Linked DNA regions of Gossypium hirsutum: region 2 is linked to region 1. The links are chromatin contacts, called in public Hi-C maps. All regions are on one chromosome and are shown on one strand. Each heading gives the region's core, a stretch centred on a gene start, on an enhancer-like site or on the middle of the called end of the contact. The rest is flanking DNA. Distances are from core to core; before and after follow the strand shown. Region 1 holds the start of LOC107961953 (DExH-box ATP-dependent RNA helicase DExH9). Region 2 holds the start of LOC107961955 (probable UDP-3-O-acylglucosamine N-acyltransferase 2, mitochondrial).

Region 1 (4,402 bases), core at 631-3,130:
CAAGCTATAAAGTTAATGATCTATAGAACCACCTAGTGATGAAATCTATGTGCTTGATCCCAAAAGCATCCTACTCAAAAACAAAGAAGTTTATAATGTCCTCAAGATTCATAATCACTTTCTAGATACAAAATCCATTCACAAAAATCAAAAGCAGGGATCATTAGGGTTAGGACTAGTATTTCACACAGGAATGTTTCAAAGGAAATGAAAACACAAAGTTAATATGCTTCTGATATATTTTCTTAAATCTTTACTAAAAGTTACAAAAAAGCAGGGTTGAGAAAAAACATATCACCCATAAACAAGCTTAAAACCGCTCTTAAAAGACTAAAGCAAACAAACCAGTCTATAGTGTCTATGCTGGCAGGACCTTACCAACTCAAAGATCAAAATAGTAGAATCAAGGTTGACCAATGGAAAGACTAAATATGTCACAGGCAACTAACATCAATCATGTTAACTATAATAATTTTTTTTAAAATAATGTTTTAATAATAAGATTTAAAATCAAGAATTTCAGATTTGTGCTGGGTTGTTTTATGTAGTTTATTTTTTACTGTTCTCCTCATAGTTCCTCAAAGAAAACTTTCCTACTTTCTATTTATGGAGGGAAAAAGATAAACAAAACACCAAGCTTGTACATTTTACAAATATACCCTACTAAGAGAAATGAAAATAAGTTTGCTGCTATTCAAAAAAGATAAGCTGGCTAAAGAGCATTGATTAATTATATTCAAGTTGAAAGTTGGTGAATAAATTAAAGCAAACATTAACCACCTTGGCCACCCAATCAGCAAATTCCTTCGCATTAGGTACAGTTGCTGAAAGAAATACAAATCGAGAGTTCTTCGGTGCCATAACAATACTCTCTTCCCAGACAACACCTCTCTCGCGATCACGCATGTAATGCACTTCATCAAAAACAACCCATGCCACCTCACGAACAATCTCGGACCCTTTATACTGCATACTTCGCCAGATTTCCGTGGTCATCACCTGAAAATCAAACAGTTGGGAACATATGAAAAAATCAAATACTAAAGGAGAAAACGTAATATGAGACGGATAGCAAGTAAAGTACCAACCAAACAAGAAGCATTAGGGTCAATTGTAACATCTCCAGTCATCAAACCGACATCGGAAAACTCCTCTTTAAACTCCCTATACTTCTGATTGCTGAGAGCCTTAATAGGTGAAGTATATATAACACGCTGATTATTCCGCAAAGACATAGCAATAGCATATAAAGCTACTACAGTTTTGCCTGCTGATGTATGTGCCGATACCTGTATTGAAACTAGCATTTCACTTTCTCTACTTTCTTTGTTGTGTCAGAAAAGAACAAGAAAAACAAAAGAATGTCTTACAAGGACAGATTCGCCACGATTGAGGCAGTTAATAGCTTCAGACTGAAAGGGATCAAGCGTGAAAGGAAACTCCTTGGCAGGTTTAGAGTCAGCTGGAAATTGTAAAGAGGAAGCAGAAGGAACATAACCTTCAGGATATGAAACATCATGGACACATCCGACGGCTTCCTCCGCCAACGGTGAGACGTCTTCACCGAGATGTTTCTTCTTCTGCGGCGGCGGAGGAGACTCAGAGGATATACCCTCATCTGACTTCCTCTTCAAGGATTCCATTTACTTATCTTCTTCAGGACTTCTTAGGAAGAGAGGGAAAGAGAAGATTCTATCCTGCGGCAGCGGCGGCAACTTAGGGGAAAACCAAACAAACTCAAACACGAATAAAAAGAGAAAGAAAAGACCGAGCGAGTAAGTCTTTTAAATTACACAATAATTTAGGCAATCGAAAAACACATCCGAGCTATGTTTCACATTTTAAACATCCCAACTTAATAAACAATAGCTTATATTATATGGCAATAGGGTTGTATAATTTTTTTTAAATTTCCTTATTTCGGTAATGGATTGTTTAACGTGGTATTTTCTTCTTTTTTTTTTACTAAAGTTAGGAATCTCTATGAACTTTTTCAAAAACAACTAAAATTCAACACTTATTTCTCAACTTCATTAATCCCAGCTTTGTGAACTCTTGATAGATTTTTCGATAGAACATAATAGCTTTGTATCACATTTTCAAGCTCATTTTCGAGTTTACCGATCTCTCTTTCGGGTTCCCATTAAGACAGTGGTTGATTTTGTTTAAGTTTATACCTTTTTGTTACCTTATTAGGCTCTTCTTTTTATGGTTTAACAAGCTCTTTTTCGAGTTTCAGTGACAACGAAGGTCGCTTTAGTTTAAATTTATAACTTTCTATATCACCTTTTTAAGCTCTTCTTCTTCAAGTTTCTCCTTTTTGTTACCAATTTTCAATTCCGATAACAATCATTTTCGTCAAAGATTATAACCTTCTCTCACTTTTTCTTTTTTGAATTTCGATAATGATGATGGTGGTGACCAATTTAGATTCATATAGAACTCCAAAAGATTATCAAAATCTTCCCCAAAAGTTTTAAAGCTCTCCTATATAAAAAGTTAGGCATGGAGAACGGAAGCAAATAAACCCAAAAAAATATTGTTTTGGACTAATTATTGAAATGTCTCTAATTTTAGTCAAAAATAAAAACAAATGCAACATTATCAATTCATTAGTGGATTAAAAGAATTTTTAACGACAGTGACCAATTTGAGCAATTATCGTAATTAGAGTGACCAAATTGATAAGAAAAATTAGAGTGACCAAAATAAGAACGACGTTGTTTTAGAGTAACTTGCGATGTAGTTTATTCTAAAAATATCTAATCATATTAAAAAAATTACACATTAATTTTTGTAACATTACTATGTAAAGATTAGTTTTTTTAGTGTACTAGAAGAATAATATATTCATAAAAGATAGCAAAAAGGGTTTTGAAGAGAATGGAAAAGATTAAGAAAAATGGAGAGTTAGGGTTTTACAAGAGAGAGAAATAATGGAGTCTATTTGTTTCTTAAATTGTGTTGATACAAAATATCAATAAGGGTGGAGAAGGTAGGGGTGGTGAGGAGGTCGATTCACCTTTACAAGGTGTAGAGCTAGAAAGTAGTAGAATAAAAAAGGGGGTGAGGGCTTATTATGATAGGGGGTTTTAGAATGAAGAAAAGAGTACCCCTTTTCTATGTTGTGCCTTGGGGTATTTATAGATGGGTGGCTTCTGGTCACTTCTTTATTACCACATGCCCAAGCTGGGTTAAAGGTATATGTAACGACTCGAGTTTTACTGGTGTTGAAAAACACAATTTTAGAACCTCATTTTCGTAAACTATAACACCCCTAACCCCTTTCTGTTACAGATTAAGGTTACAAGCATTACTATACAATTAGAACATTCATAATTAATTTCATTCAAAAATCATAAACATAACTTAAACCATTCTTACATACACATATTGTCTATAAATCTAGCCCTCGGGGCCTTAAAAATACTTTAGAAACAAATCGAGACCAACTTGAAATCATTTGGAAAGCTTTGGAAAAATTCACAAAAATTGAAAACAGAGTTCACACGGCCATGTGCCCACACGGCTGAGACACACGTCTGTGTCTCAGGCTGTGTAACCTTTAAACTAGAGACATACGGTCGTGTCCCAGCCCGTGTCCTCACCCGTGTAACTCACTGAGTAGGGTCACACGGCTGTGTCACACGCTTGTGTGTCAGGTTGTGTAACTTTCGAAATAGCTTTACACGCCCATGTGCCAGGCCGTGTGCTGGGCCATGTAACTAACTGACTTGCACCTTAAGCATTCAAAAGGTGACACACAGCCGTGTCGCTAAGCCGTGTGTCTCACACAGTCGATTCACACACCCCTGTCTCTGGCTGTGTGGACCTAATATGTACCTTAAACAACAAGTTTACCATTTCAAGCTTACTTGGGCCTTAAGCAATTCAAATACCAATAATTTAACCTATTCAAAATACAATTAAACATACTTAAAACATGCCAAAACAATCATCCTAAGTGCCTAACCAATGTACCCTCATTGGTACCACATTTTATATTATCAAAACACATCAACAATGCATCATCCAAATTAAAGTTTAAAGTATGCCAAGATCACTCAATTTAGCCTAACATAAAGCTACTTAAGACATCAAGCTTTAAGTTTCATACACAAATCAAGCCTTTGGTCAAAACGCATACTAACATTTAGCTTCAAACATAAACATATACTTATAACTCAATTTACATCACATTCGCAAAACAACTAACAACCAAAGACATCCTAGATACATGTCATTACAAAATTAAACATCACCACACTTGAGATCGGGGTTGTTGTTGGACGCTAAGTCCATGATCAAAAGAGAGTACCTAACCTGCGCACGGAAAACAAAATTGCACGTTGAGTAAAATTCAGTGATATTTCTATAATCCGAATACTTTAAGACATGATAT
Region 2 (3,905 bases), core at 126-2,625, 200 kb after region 1:
GTATATAAATATTTCAAGTTATGGCCAATTAGCTGTTAAGAAATATGATCATGGTAGGATATTTTTCTAGTTGTGAATGTTGTAATTCTTAAAATCCAATAAACACCAACTTGAGGCTTCTTGACCATGTTGCCATCCTCATCGACAAAAAATCCAAATCCTGCAATAAATAAAATTAGATAAAAAAATTCAACTTCAGTACAAAATTACACTTCAATAGTCCAATAACACAGGTAAGGAAGTAAAGGAGATATATGTAGACATTTTGATAACGGATTAACTACCAAATGAATAAATCCGATGTCTTTTATAACTTTCAAGCTGAGAAGAAGCTGACTTACCATCTTGACCGATGCAAACTCCATTATGGATTACACATGAATCACCTACACTGCAGTTACTAAGTGCAGCATTATACCTGAACAAAGTTTAATAAATCAATCAGGAAACAAAGAGGCCATAAACACAAAATTAAAGCAAAACATCAAAGTTCACAACATGGGATGTCATATTGAAAGATTTACCCAATCTTTGTAAACTGGCCGATTTTAACACAAGGGCCAATAGCAGTCCCTGAACCAACATGAACATTTGCACCCAAAACGGATTTCGGATAAACTATCGCACCAATCTCGATAACCACAGTTGGATCAATACAAGCTGACTGATGAAAATGGCCACCACCATTTTTCCATTTTAAAAACTCCTGGCCATCATCAACGTCAGCTCCAGTTTCTGTCTTGACAGAAAAAAGAATATGAAGAAAGAGCAAAGGTAACCGGTAAGTATTTAAGCAATACATATCCATTGAGACATTTTAGCAAACAGCTGAGATGCTATAGAAACTGACCGGAGTTGACCACGCTATTTGGCAATGCTGTTCGGTTAGTTGAGGACTCAAAGAAATTATAGAGAGAGCCAAAACGTGAAGGAGTAGAAAGAGGAAAGTTCCTGAAAATGAAAGGAGGAATTGAGGATAATCTTTTCAGAGTAACTGCCATAACGACAATGGGATCGTTTCAGTTACTGTGACGGTTCACTGAAGAGTTGGAGAAAGAGATGAAAATGGTAAAGATTCTTTTTCGTTGGGTTTAAGGTTTGGGCAAAAGCATGAATGAGATGGGCCTTAATCCATGTTTGGGCACAAATTTAGATTAACGTATCAAAACATAAATTTTAGGGTTAAATATCTTTTTGAAACTTGAATTTGGTAATTTTTTTTTCATATTAAGACCTGAATTTTTTTATCTAAATTAATCCTTTAAATCTTAAAGTTAAAGATTTAATATGGAAACAATTGTTAAATTCAAGAACTAATTTGGATAAAAAAATTTAAGTCTCAATGTTGGAACTGGTGTTTAGTTTAAGCCTAGTGTGAGAACAATTACTAAATTTAAAGTCTAATTTATATAAAAGAAATTTAGGCCCTAATATAAAAAAAATTCCAAATTCATATTAATCTTAAATTTAATTTATTTATTTATTGTGAAATTCATGCCACATTTAAGCCTAAATTTAGTTGATCTATTTATTGTGAATTTTGATACCATTGCAAGGAACGTGATCCATCACCTAGTATTTGACTTCATGAATACATTATCATTATTTAGCTTGGATAAAAGTAAAACCAACTGCTGGTGCTTGTATTTATTAGTTTATTCAATTAAATAGCCTTGGATAGATACCTTTTTGCAAGAAATGAAAGCTAAGTTTTTGACCAATTGACACTTTTATAATATTCACAGATGCAGTAAGAATTTTTCAAAACTTAAAATTAAATTGTATATTTTGATGTTTATATATTTTTATTTTTTAAAAAATTAAATCATAATTTAATATTTTTAAACACTATATTAAACAAGGAAAGATTATAACAATGGGAACTCAAATCCAAAATTGGGTTCAACGGAAATATTAAATTATTGAGCTGTAGAGTTCACCAACCATTAATTAACTCAGTCGTTATGAATGACATTTAACTAAAACGAAATGAAAAGGGATAAATTAGGGAGTAATTGATTAGTCTTGAGTTGTCTAAACTACTGAATTTCCTTCCAGCTTCAATACAATGGGAGTTTAGCTCTGATTTTCCTTAGTTTTAACGTCAAACCATATCTAGATTTTGTGACCACAAGCAGCCATTAAACACTCGTCTAATTAACTCAACTTCCATATATACTTACAATTTTTAAGCTTACCAAAAACAAATGAATCCAACTGTTGTAAATAAAAATTGAGTTCAACGTCCAAAATTCCATTTTTTTTTTCGAATCACTATTGCTAAACCATATGCTAGTGTCACAAGTCATAGGCTTTGCAACAAAAGTGTCCCATGGAGATCTACATATTAAATCGGGTTCATTTAACAAGTGACGAAGCCCATTCACATAAAGTCTTGGTGACCCAACGAAGCAATTATGAAAAATTAGGGCTACATTGGTAAATAGGGAAAGTAATTTTAGAAGATTTGATTTTGTAATTTTGAAGACTGTGTAAATCCTTTAATTGTAGATAGACTTCGATCTCGTCCGTCAATGTAACTCAATCTATACTGTCGATTTTGGGGAGCTCAACTATAAATAGAAAGTCTCCTCCTCATTTGTAATCATCTATTTTATGCATTGTATTCTATTTTTTGCGTTAAAGAATATATTGAGAGCATTTATTCAAATACCTTGTGTGTATTGCTTTTTTTTTGTGGCTATTATGCTCTTTTGAGCTTCTTTTGTGTTTGAGATTACTTCCGCTACACTATGGTGCCTTAGAGGAATTCTGCGAGAATCTTCATTTTGCAAGAGTTAAGGCTGACTTAGGCGCATTTGAAGCAAAAGAATCTCCTAAGGCCACACAGATTGCGAGATGAAAAGTCTAGCCCCATAACAGTTGGTGTCAGAGCTAAGATTATGAAGATACCATTCGAGATGTCGAAAGAAGTTGCCAATCATATGGAGCCAATGGAGCCTCGTGGGAGGGCTAGGAAAGCAAGCCGATCGAGGGACATACTGTCGACTTTGAAAGGATAACTGGTCAATCTCCAAGAGCCCGTGGAGGACATGAGGGAGACACTTGAGGTGGTCGAGAGATGCATTGATGAGTTGGACTCAATGAAGGAGTAGCATAAAGATTTTGTGTTGGAGTCTCTCAAATCCAATGTGAAAAATATGCAAAGGGTGCTTAATTCCACTATGGGTAAGCTGACGAAAAGAAAGGATGCTTTTAAGGTCATGGTGATAGCTTTAAGAAAGGAAACAATGGCCACGACAAGGGCTTTGAACACGAGAATTGAGGGGCTCGAGAGAGAGTTTGTTATATGTCAAGCCGTCGTGAGTAGAGGAGTGTTGGTGCAACACTCAATCGTGAGATAAATGTCTTGAAACCAAAAGAGTTTACGCGGACAAGGTTTGCAAACGATGTGGGCAATTTCTTATAGGGAATAGAGCAATATTTATATGCCAAAGGCATCATGGACAATGCTACTAAGGTAAACATTATTGTTATGTATTTCACTGATGTTGTTTTGTTATTGTGGCATCATAGGTCCACAAATGAGAGATGTGGTGGAACCGCAATTGGGACTTAGGTGGAGTTTCAAAAGGAATCAAGGCATAGTTTTACCCGAAGTATGCCGAAGACGAGACTCAGGAAAAGTTACGTTGACTTATGCAACGAGGCACAATTAGAGAGTGTGTGCAAGAATTTAGTGAACTCATACTCTATATTTTTTATTTAAGCGAGAAAGAGACATTTTTTTCCTTCATGGATGGGCTGAAGCCATGGACGAATATGAGTTGGAACCCCGAGGAGTTTAGGAACTTACAAAAGCTCTGACAGTAACGAAGTTCTTAATTGAACTTGGTCTGAGGAAAGATAAGTTCGTGTCTTCCAAGTTTAATAGAAAAGGCAAT

The links. A called contact is a pair of places that touch in the nucleus more often than the background predicts.
Region 2: a contact with region 1 is called in a Hi-C map of leaf, with 2.0 times the contacts expected there. The contact joins the promoter of LOC107961955 here to the promoter of LOC107961953 in region 1. A contact is called at or near these places in 4 of 34 Hi-C or Micro-C datasets (hypocotyl and leaf).

What each region holds. Positions count from the first base shown.
Region 1 is chrA06:115,009,303-115,013,704 of Gossypium_hirsutum_v2.1, forward strand. It overlaps LOC107961953 (DExH-box ATP-dependent RNA helicase DExH9), which reads right to left and starts at 1,881. Exons shown (of 14, transcript XM_016898142.2): 1 at 1,371-1,881; 2 at 1,089-1,289; 3 at 781-999. The coding sequence starts at 1,643.
Region 2 is chrA06:115,205,247-115,209,151 of Gossypium_hirsutum_v2.1, forward strand. It overlaps LOC107961955 (probable UDP-3-O-acylglucosamine N-acyltransferase 2, mitochondrial), which reads right to left and starts at 1,376. Exons shown (of 10, transcript XM_016898144.2): 1 at 851-1,376; 2 at 525-735; 3 at 342-418; 4 at 111-160. The coding sequence starts at 1,001.